2 separate regions of the Sus scrofa genome follow, and region 1 is linked to region 2. Evidence: chromatin contacts called from public Hi-C data. All regions are on one chromosome and are shown on one strand. The core of a region is the stretch at or near the end of the contact, and the rest is flanking DNA. Distances in the headings are between cores, read along the strand shown.

Region 1 (5,396 bases), core at 1,432-3,931, 1.1 Mb before region 2:
TCTAGGGCAGGAATTCTTATCCTACAGTCTGTGGATTTATTTTTGAGAGGGGCCTATGGCTCCCCCATATTACATGCAGCATGTGGACTAGTCCCTCTGCCTTTCTTAGTAAAAAAATCCATATTTTTCATCAGATTTTCAAAGATTCCCAAATCTTACAGTCTTTGGGAGGTTAAACGCTCACAACCAGCCATAGTGATCACCAGTTCCTTCCAGCACCAAGGAGGTGCTGCCATGGGCGGAGGCCTCCCTTGACCACCTGCAACTTTTCTTAGGAATGTGCAGCTCGGACATGGCTTTTCCTGCCCGTCAGCACCACCTGCACTTTCATCCCTGACTTGACTTCACTCGGCCCGTCCCTCCCCATCTTGTCCCGGATGAGACCCTACTTCTTTGTAGGCCAAGTCCCTTACTAGAAATTCCAAGCCTAGTTATTTACTCTCCCTCTCCCTCCATCTCCCGGATTCAGCTGAAAACTGTGCCTGTCCAGCTAGCAAGTCCCCAGATTTCCAAATCTGCCCTTTATCAGACATCAGAGAGGGTGATGGTGGGGCAAGGATCTATCCCCTGAGTGGCTCTGCACCTTCCCCCATCCACCTTGGGAGTTTAGCTGGATGGGGATGGAAGGTAAAGGGTGGGGCCTTGCGAAGCTCGGGTGCAAAGGAGAGCAAGCAGGTCCAGACCCTGGGAACTGGACGAGGTTCCTGTCTGGAGCAACGTGGGTTATGAAGAGCCAGAGGGACAGATGTAATCAATCACTGGAGACGCCACTGGAAAAACCGAATATAGACATTTGTTTCAAAGGTCAGAGATAGAATCTATATTGTCTTGCAAGGCTAAGAGTTACAAGTCAGAGGGAGACCAAACTTGGATGAAAGGCAAGTCAGGGAGAAGTGAGAGGGACCCAGGACCATCGTCGTGGCTGGTGTAAGATATTCGTTTCCATAACCACAGTAGAGTGATGAAGAGCATAGTTCAAACTCTGGCTTAGCCACTTCCCAGATGACCTCACTTTACTCATCTAAGTGAGATGAACTAGTGAGTTCACTAACTTACTTGAGCTTCTCTGAAGTTCTTTTTGAATAGAATTTCTAGATAGAAACAACTGAGGTGTATATGTTGGTATATGTTGGTTAGGTCCTTTCTGGGCATACATGCAGTAGGCAAGCACATCGACCTTTAGCACTTGGTGCATGGAAACTTCAAGGAAGGATCAATTGAAGTAATAACATATTTGGCATACTGGCTTTCTCAGCTCATTACCGTCAATTGCTATTTAAGAAAATGTTTATTGCTTCTAAAGAAAATGTTTTTAAAATGCTGTTTTTGTCTTTTTACGGCCGCACCTGCAGCATATGGAGGTTCCCAGGCTGGGGTCGAATTGGAGCTGCAGCCACTGGCCCAGGCCACAGCCACAGCAACTTGGGATCCAAGCCGCGTCTGCCACCTACACCACGGCTCACAGCAACGTGGGATCTCCAACTCACTGAGCGAGGCCAAGGATCGAACCTGTGTCCTCATGGATGTCAGTCGGGTTCATTAACCACTGAGCCACAATGGGAACTCCAAGAAATTTTTAAAAATTTTAATGAGAGAGAGGTAAACTCCTTCTCTTGGCGCTTATGATTTAAATACGTCCTGCCCTCTTTCTAATTATCAGCCCTGCGAGTTTCCTTCCCTTTCCAGCTCTTGAACCTACATTGGTTCTTTCTTGGGTTACAGGTCTTCACTATCTTGGAAAAGCCTTTCACCGCCTCTAATTACCATCCCCTTTCTCCTTGTACTTGCCCACTTCTTGAGCATAAGGTCAATATTCACTATAACAGATAACCATGCTACCAACACCTAGATTTAACAGATGCTAATATTTAACAAACCTTGCTTCAGAAATCTTAAAAAAGAAAATTAAAACATTAGAGGGGACAGTTAAAGCCTGTCCCCCCCCAAATGTACTAGCCCCTCCCCTGTTATCTCCAGAGGTCACCACTGTCCTCACTCCCAAGAATGCCTGTACTTTTAACAATATATGTAGATTGCCATAATGTGCTTTACAAATATCATATTGTATCTATCTGTTCCACTGTGCCCTTTTTTCCACCGAAGATTTTGTTTTTGAGATTTGTTCATTAGGCTATTGTCGCAGTTGAATCCATCAGTCCCTGTGAGAAAGAGATGGGGAGAAGGAACTCTTTCTGGAGGTGAGGAGGGGTTCCTTTGCTGCCTGGGAGTGACCTTTATTTCAAAGCAAGGAGACGAACTAAAGGCATCATGATGGTGAAATGCGTCGCCTCCTAAGAGCATCTGTGTTATAAGCAGTACTTTAAATGGCTGGGGTTCTAACAATAGATTTTAAGAGGCAATTTGAGAGAAGCTTTCTGACACTTCACATACAAAAGCAACTTTTTTCCCTCCCGTCCAGAGGACAGTCCTTCTCGTCTTTTTTTACCACTCCCTCCACAAGATTATTATATTTTTCCTCATTCAGAAGAGTTCCTAATCTTCTTACCTTGGAGATGTCGATTTTAAAAAGGCCCCCATCTAGCCGGTGATTGCTGTGTTCCGTCCTGCCGGTTTCCCGGGCTTCCTCAGGGCTGCAGGAAAATCAGTTGCTTTTCGTGTTGTCCCACAGTGCCACCTGCTGCACTGAGCGAGGCATCGCAGGCTCCTTTAGCATGTATTTTACAAGAGCAGTTTTTTTCTTAAAGGGGCCGAGGATCATTTCGGTTTGGTTTGCTTTGTTTTCGAACGCGGATGAACGTCTGCACTGCTACATAATTGAGAACATGTCCAAAGCCTTTGAGGGCTAAGAGGACATTGTCCAAGGAGTGGATTCTATCTCGGGGAGCCTGAGTCTGAGATCTTGCATTTCTAATAAGCTCTCCGGTGACGCCAGCGCCCCTGACCTAGGACTACATTTGAGTAACGAAGGATTAGAATAAAGCGCAGGGGACTTCTACAAATAACCCTCCTTGGAGATGTAGATTTAAAACACAATCCAGCACAAGATTGCAGTCTGATTTTTTTTTTTTTTTTTTCCTCCGGGGCTTTCCACCTAGCGTCACAGAAAAACAGTCACTTAGAGTTGTCCCACAGTGCCATCTATTGTCCGAGAGAAGCAGGCAGCTGAAAGTTAATTTTCCGTCTGCAGTGCTTCATCAGGGGAGTTCCTTCCCTGGAAGGGAACCAAGACTATTTGTTCTTTGGTGTGTTTTGTTTTGTAACACTAATAAGCCTCTGAAGTTCTCTATCGCTAAAATTTCAAAAAAACCTAAAAGTTCTTTAGGAGCATTTAAATAAGAGTTTTAGAATTTCTTTGAGCACTTGAATGTTGAATGATCTAAAAAAATTTTTTTCTTCTTCTTTTTCAGCTGCACACGAGGCATATGGAAGTTCCTGGGCCAGGAATGGAATCTGAGCCATAGCTGCCTCAGCTGCGACAACACTAGATCCTTAACGCTAGTGCCACAGCAGGAACTCCCAAAGTTTTGATTTTTATTGTCTTCATTTGATGGTGCCAGAAATGGGGTTTTCATTCAATAAGGCTGTTGGGGGAGGAAAAATAATTTTCTTCTACCCTCCTAGGTTCTTACCGAGACCTTCCTATAACAAAACACAGATCAACATGAGAAAAAATAAACAGAAGTTCACTTTATTTTGTTTGTTTGTTTTTTTATGGTTGTACCTGTGGGATGGATATGGAGGTTCTCAGGGTAAGGATGTAATTGGAGTTGTTGCTGCCAGCCTATGCCAGAGAAGCAGCAACGCCAGTTTCTTAACCCACTGAGTGAGGCCAGGGATCGAACCTGTAACCTCATCATTCCTAGTAGGATTCGTTTCCGCTGCGCCGCGACGGGAACTCCAGCAGTATAATAATATATGTCCTCCTATATACTTGGGAGAGACCCAGAAAAAAATGAGTAACTCTTGGAAATGGCCAAGCCATCACTTTAAATACCATCTCTAGCTAGAGACAAAAGAAGATGTTGGTGGGGGCAGGTTATTAGGCAGAGCCTAATCAACAAAGGTAAGAATGTCATGCAGATTTTAAGTCCAAGCCTCCTCAATTGGTAAATTTTTCTAGAGATTGAGAGTCCTCTTCTTCCTGGTAAGGGAGACACCCTTACAAATGGAGATTTCCCTTATACATGTAAATGTCTCTTCTGAGGAGGTAACTTCTACTGGATTTTCAGAGCATTTCTGTGTTTGCTGATTTCTTAAAAATAACAAGCTCAGGAGTTCCTGCAGTGGGTTAAGGACCCAACATTGCCACAGCTGCAGCTCAGATTCGATCCCTGGCCCCAGGAACTTCCATATGCCACAGGTGTGGCTGAAAAAGAAAAAAAAGGCGTGAAAATAATCCTTATGCCAAAGGGGCGTATTTGGGGGTAACATATTCTGCTCCCCTTCAAGACTTTCATTGCGCCAGTATTTTTAGAGCATCTTTTGGGAGCAAAGCTCTGTGCCTAGGCCTCTGCAGGGATTTGTAGGTAATGAGAGCGCTCCAGGGATGGGGCAGGAGCAGTACAAAATGCGGGTGGGACATGAGGGAGCTGCTGGGAGAGACAGCTCCGAGAGGCTTCTTGGTGCTGCTTGGGGACAGAGACCACGTCTCTCCTTTCTAGGTCTGGAAAGTAATCAGCTCTAGCAGGAGCATCTCTAGGCCACACCCAGCATCGGGGCACCAACCAGAAAGCCCCACCTTCCAAAGCCTCAGCTGCCGCTTTGAGTCAGGGCTCTCTGGTCTGCAAAACCCCCCTTGTATTTTGTGCAGGGGCAGTGAAAGTGCCTTCCTTTCCACTTGTCACAGGGCACAAGTTCAGAATTGCTTTGGGGTAAACTCCTGTAGAGTTTATAATAAAACCATTTTTCCACTTAAAAAACAAACAGGAGTTCCCGTCGTGGCACAGTGGAAACGAATCCGACTAGTAACCATGGGGTGGCAGGTTCAATCCCTGGCCTCGCTCAGTGGGTTGAGGATCTGGCGTTGCCATGAGCTGTGGTGTAGGTCATAGAATTGCTGTGGCTCTGGCGTAGGCCAGCGGCTACAGCTCTGATTGGACCCCTAGCCTGGGAGCCTCCATATGCCCCTCCCAGGGTTAGGGTTAGGGTTAGGTTCCTAAGGGAACAAGGCCACGAGATAGATTTGAGTGATCAGTTACTTTCTGGGGGTTATTCCTCACATAGCCAAGGCTCTGTCACTGCACCAGTTTTGATCCTCTGGACCTGTAGGATGAATTTGTTCCTAGGAGGCTCCTCAAGCTGTGCCTAGGCTCATGCCCTTTCAGTTGCAAGAGTCAGACCCCTAAGTCAACTGGCTTAAGCAAAAAAAGCGACTTGAGTTGGTGGGAAATTTGGGGATGAACTTCAGGCATGGATGGATCCAGAGCCCCACAGAA
Region 2 (6,100 bases), core at 2,516-5,015:
AAAAGAAAGCCTCCTCAGGAGGCTCTAACATTCTTCTTTCAACCATCCCCCTCCCCAGCAATACAGTTTTTTTCTTTGTATCTGATAGAATCAAAATCAGATGCGTTGCCATCAGGAGATGATAAACTGTACTCTTGGTGTTTCATCATAATAGCAGGTTTGGGACCAAAGCCAAACAGTGGCAATTTCTTCCCTTCAAAGAAAAATTGCCTTTAAGAATTCAACAAAATTCTCCTCCTTCACACCATCCTCAACAGACCCTTCCCCAACCCATGGTACAATATTTCATGAGGAAGGGTCTTTTTGTAGAATATCTAGAGTATCTCCATATTTCACATCAATGCATTTGAGGCCTTGGAAAAAATTTTACAACTTAAGTAGAGGCTTTAGGAAATCATTTCAGAGTCAAGGATCAGATAAAATGAAGGTGAAATCTGGCCGTGAATCGGAAGTTTTCTAATGTGAGAAAAACGAATGTATACATGTATGTGTAACTGGGCCACTATGCTGTACAGTGGAAAATTGACAGAATACTGTAAACCAGCAATAATGGAAAAAAGTAAAAAATCATTATATATATAAAAAAGAGCACATTTACAAAACAAAACAGAACAAAACAAGGAAAGGTGGAAGAAAGACTCCACTGCCTTGCTCTATAAGCCAGAGAGAGTTGATCTGGAGCTACAGACAATTCCAGGGCTTCCTTAGGAGGTGAGATTTGAAGTTTGATCATTTCTGCAGACCTCCACAAGAGTGCGTAGCACTTCTGAAGCTGTAGTAAACACTGATTGTGTCCCTGCTGTAGATGTACTATAGGGCTCTTCAGAGAAAGAATTTTCTCAGATGGAGGGTTTTTTTCATGGCAGCGAGCCCACCAGGACAAAATGATTGTTCCCTCTACTTCCTGTACTGCAATCAGTGTATTGAGAGCTGTGTGCACTCGCTACCACCATCAGTCATCATCATCTAATGGAGATAATGGTGACGGTGACAGTGATGGCAGTGACGGAGATGAGTGAAGAGGGTGATGGTGGTGGAAGTGGGATGGTAATGGAAGCGGTGATGGGGATGTGGGAGCGGTGGTGATGGTAGTGGGGTGGTGGTAGGTGGAGGTGTGGTGATGCTTGTGGTTGTGCTATTGGTGCTGGAGTAGAGGTGATGACGGTGTGAGAGTGATAGTGACAGTGGCAATGTGGTAGAGACAGTGGTAACGCTGATGTAGAAACAGTGGTGACAGCAATGGCAGTGGAGACTATGGTGACAGTAGGGGTGACAATAGTGGTAGTGGTGATGTTGATGACAATAGTAACAGTCATGATGACGGCGGCAGTGATGGTAATGGGTTAATGGTGGTAAATACAGGGTTAAGACTGGTCTTGTGCCGAGATTACATTCCTGTTCCGAGGGCTGCAAGATCCTAGAATTCACTGCTGTGCTTCCTTCCTGAGGCTTCACAGTAATGGGGGAGGGGAGGCTTCTTCCTTCTATCATTCAAAACGTATTGATTCGGCATCTGTGTTCTGGGCACTGTTCAAGGTACTGATGATACAGCCGTAAGCAGAACAGACAAAACTCCCTGCTCTCAAAGAATCTCTATTTTAGCCAATGAGACAGACAATAAACCAAACAGATCAATAAAATATGTAATATGTAGGGTGATGATAAGCCCTAAAGAGATAAGCCCTAAACAGCCCAGAATGGGAGATGAGTGTAAGCAGGGCTGGGCTGTGTACATGTATGCACATGTGTGTGTGTGTGTTTGTGAGAGAATGGTAGCTTGTATGACTGTTCAGCAAATATTCCCTCTCTTCCCCCTCCCAGTGTGGACAGAGTATACGTCCCTAACTCAATAATTTGGGTTTGCTCATGCGATTTCCTCTGACCAATAGCACATTCATGGATTAGAAAATGTGCCAAAGATCGTACACTGGCTATATCATTTGGCTTGCCTCTTGTCCTTGATGATAGATCGAGAGAAGAGCATGCACTGGGTAGCCACTGCCCCTTCATTCTGAGGCTCTACACAAGCACACAAGGAGCAGACCTAACACCCCTTGCATCCTTACAGCGGAGCTGACCGGCTCATCCCAGAGGGATCAAGTCTCAGTGAAACACGTGAGTATGGAAATAAATGCTCATTGGAAGCCACGCGTTTAGAGATGGTTTACTAGGTAGCCTAACTGGGGCAATAGATGATGAGCATGGAGCAGCCGTGATTTTAAGTAAGGTGATCAGGGAAGGTCTCCTTGGGGACATGGCACCAGAAAAAAGAGCTGAATGAGGTGAAGCAACAAATCCTGCCGGCAACTGGTGGAAGATCATTCTGGGCAGAAGGAACAGCAAGGGCAGACGGAAGCTCTGCGGTGGGAAGAGAAAGGGCATGTTCAAGCGAGGAGGCCACTATGTCTGAAAGAACATACGAGAGGGGCAAAGGAACAGGAGATGAGAGCCGAACGGCACAGGGCTTTGTGGGTCAAACTAAAAATAGTGGGGAGCCATCGGGGGGTTGTGAGAAGAATAGTGACTCAGTGTGACTTGTATTTTGAGAGGCTCCATCAAGCTCTTGGGAAGTAAAAGTGGGAGGCAGCTGCCAAAACCCCAGGGAGAGATGCCTATGGCTAGGATGGGGCACGACGCAAGGGTGGGCAGCAGTGGTGGCTGCTTATCCCAGACCCCTTCTCCTCCCACACCAGTGGCCGAAGAAGCTGAGGCCATTAGGGTTGGGTTCAGCGGTACTTACTGCTCACGGAGCCAGGATGAAAGACCCTCCTCCCACCTCGGCAAACTGTTGCTTAGCACAGGGAGCGTCGCCACTCCATCCTCTCTTGTGTGTGGGGGGGTGTCTGAGTGACTCAGGAAAGGAGAATCTTTTCAGAACAGCTCAGGCAGACACAAATACAGCCTGACAGCCCAGCCACTGTCTCTTGTGTGCGCGGATCCTTCCCGCTTTGTCCCAGTTGGCAACACGCCTTTCACTCCAAGCATCAGATGAAGAGCCTGCCTACACCCCGGGGGCCCTGCTGGCTGCTCTTCATGGTTCCCGGTGACACCAACAGGCCTGGGAGGCCTATGTTCTCAACCTCCTTATTCTCGGAGGCTCTATTTGAAATGAATTTGCCCGGCCCGGGCATCAAATAACCCCCTACTTCCTTTGGTACCACATCGTCCCGAACCAGCTGCTTCTCTACTTGGCCTTGAACTTCTGTGCAGTCATCAAAAAGGCAGATCAGTCCAGCATTTTCCAGATAGTGTAGTAGACATGACACTTTTCTTCAAGTCTCATCTGATTAAACGGGAACATAGGTAAGGGTGTGTGTGTGTGTGTGGTTGTGTGCATGTGGGTGTGCAAGGAGGGGATACTGCACAGAATATTGATTTGAGTTTTATCCAAAAAAATTTGACTAGTATTATCTGAATATGACTATTTAAGCTTGTGTTCTCTCTCTTTTTTTTTTTTTTTAACTTGGCTCAAGTTCAAGCACTCACCGAATACGGTTTAGAAAAGAATTTTTTCCAAGCCAAAAATGGCCTAAGATAAATGCATCTCTCTGTAAGAATATTTTAAAACATTAGCAAATTGAACCAAATTGGCCCCAGTCCTTCCTTTCTTATTTTGTCAAGTGACCTCTATGAAAAAAAGAGAAAATGCAGCAAAAAGGTATCAGAGCAGCTAAATCCTTTGTTTCCTACTAGTGAATCACCATGTTTGGAGAACTTTGTTCTGATCTTCTGTAGCCATGGATATGAGTCCATTTGGCTGGATTTAATGTCAACCTCAGAGCCTTTGGCTGCAGGTTACCATGAGAACAAACTCCACCCCAGCGAAGGGAGGAAGAGGCGGTTTTCAACAAGAGAAAAACTCCAGACAGAAGTGTTTTTTCGCTTTGGGGAAGGAAAGTTAACTCCGTCAAGGATCTAAGCAGATACTTGAGGGGGTCACAAGATCGTGTGCCAGCGTCGGAGTGGGCTGGGACTGGAGAGGGGGCTCCAGGAGCACCAGTTGAGCCACCCAAGTTCACAGATGAGGAAACTGAGGCCCAGTGTTGGAGGTTGCCAAATCTGGTCCCTGGTACCGTCCTTGGGAGGCAGAGGTGAAGTTCTCAATGCAGTTCAGTCACAAATATAAACAGCTGATGAGAGAGGTGGACGCAGTGCTCATGACAACCACAGTGAATGATGTAAAAGGTCACAGTGGGGGCTGCCTTTGTGGCGGAGTGGTTAACGAACCCGACTAGCATCCATGAGGACGTGGGTTCAATCCCTGGCCTCGCTCAGTGGGTTAAGGATCTGGCGTTGCCGTGAGCTGTAGTGTAGGTCACAGACGCGGCTCAGATCCCACGTTGCTGTGGTCGTGGCCGCTACACCTCCGATTTGACTCAGCCTGGGAACCTCCATATGCCACAGGTGTGGCCCTCAAAGACCAAAAAAAGAAAGAAAAAATCACTGTGGGTGTCCTATCTGTCTTGAGCTCAGGATGTGTGAAGATTGGATAAAATGTGGAAGCTGGGCCCCTGGCCTGTTTGGATCCTCTTCAAGGGCTGTATGTGAGAACAAACCCAAAGTATAAGGCTGGCTGAAAAAGAAAAAGGCACTGGCTGGCTCCCCTCAGCTGATGGCATCTGCTAGCATTAAGGAAGCACCGCCTGCCTCGTAGCCCTCACAGCCTGGTTTCCTCAGCTCCTACCTTCCCTCCAACTGTATTTCTCCAGCCTTTAATTGGCTGCTGCCCCTGTAAATGACCCTGAGATTTTTGCATATTCTCTCATTCTAATCACTTAGCAGAACAAATCTCAGGGAGAGACGAGTTCAGTGATCTGCCCAAGGTCACAGAGCTTGAGGACACAGAAGCAGGCCTCTGAGACAAGGAATCCAGGGCTTTCTCCACCAACTCTGCCGCCCACCAGAAAAAATCTGACACAGTGCTAATTGGATGGCACCGTTTAACGCTAGAAATGGTTAACAAGTAGAAATGCCACGAAAATGCATAGGTAAGGACAATCTGTGAGTACAACAAGTGAGGAAAATAGTTACTGAAAGTTAGGAGAGAGACCAAACCATCAACAAAAGGAAAACACAGATAATTACTTGATGATCTGGACAGGCGGTCAACAAAAGGAGGAAACTGAATGGTGCCGGCCATAACTGCTGTTAGATCATGAACCCGAGCTGGCCAAGCAGTCAAGGGCCAAGAGAAATACAGAATTTTGTAAAGGAAGGCCTTCGCTTATAAAAGGCAAAACTAATAAAATGTGCAAGTTTGAGATGGGCTCCTTTTATGAAAAAAAATTACACCCTCCCCCATGTGATTGCAAGAAAAAAGAAAAAACCTCTGATTATCTTAGGCAAAGGGAGGAATTAATTAGCAGGCTAGCAAGGACTAACAGATTCAATGAAAAGCTAGAGGAGAAGGCTGGGGACAACCAGCAGGACACGAGGGGGCTACTGGAGTAACAGGAAACACAGCCAAAGCCCAAAGGCCTCAGATACAGCATTTTCCCTGTTTCTGCTACCACTGCTATCTATCTGATTCTGAACTTTCCCTCCATCTTCTGCCCCTTGTTTAAGATTCAGTATCCCAGGACCAAGCGTCTCATTGTCTTTAAACCTTAGTGTAGCAGGGGGCAGACAAAAGGAAGAGCTGTCCCTCTTGCCTTCCATAATTGCCTTCCAGAGGCTGAGATGGCTACTGCCCTTCTACTAAGACCTTGCCCAATGGTGATATATTAGTTGGGTAATACTAGCTGCTGTAACAAACCCCAAGGTCTAATGGCTTAACACAAGAGAAGTGTCTTCTCCAGGCAGGTAACTGTCCAACACAGATATTCCTGGTTGGCAGTCAACCTTCCCAGGACTATGCACCACCCAGGCTCCTGCCATACTGTGGCTCCACCCTCCTCTTGGGCCATGGAGTCATTTGCATTCAGCTGGACAATGGCTAAAGACCATGAAGGCACACCCACTGCTTGAGCTTCTTGACCCAGAAGTGACATACATCACTACTGCTCCCATTCCACGGGTGAGAACCAGTATGGTGGCCTCAACTACAGGTAAGGTGGTTTGGGAAATGTAGCCCTAGTAGGCTGATGTTGCCAATCAGTGA

Evidence for each region. A called contact is a pair of places that touch in the nucleus more often than the background predicts.
Region 1: a contact with region 2 is called in a Hi-C map of omental adipose tissue, with 1.6 times the contacts expected there. The contact joins the promoter of CDKL5 here to the enhancer-like site in region 2. A contact is called at or near these places in 6 of 47 Hi-C or Micro-C datasets (embryonic fibroblasts, heart right ventricle, mesenteric adipose tissue and 3 more).

Annotation. Positions count from the first base shown.
Region 1 is chrX:14,856,111-14,861,506 of Sscrofa11.1, reverse strand. It overlaps CDKL5 (cyclin-dependent kinase-like 5), which reads right to left and starts at 2,681. Exons shown (of 19, transcript XM_021080550.1): 1 at 2,507-2,681.
Region 2 is chrX:13,772,951-13,779,050 of Sscrofa11.1, reverse strand. No RefSeq gene overlaps it. Among named protein-coding and RNA genes, the nearest start is that of NHS, 79 kb to the left of the region's middle. Within about 2 kb of position 3,765, at least 3 of the 83 cell types and tissues checked have an H3K27ac peak or open chromatin away from gene starts, as enhancers often do. A contact at or near this core is called in omental adipose tissue, where this site is marked.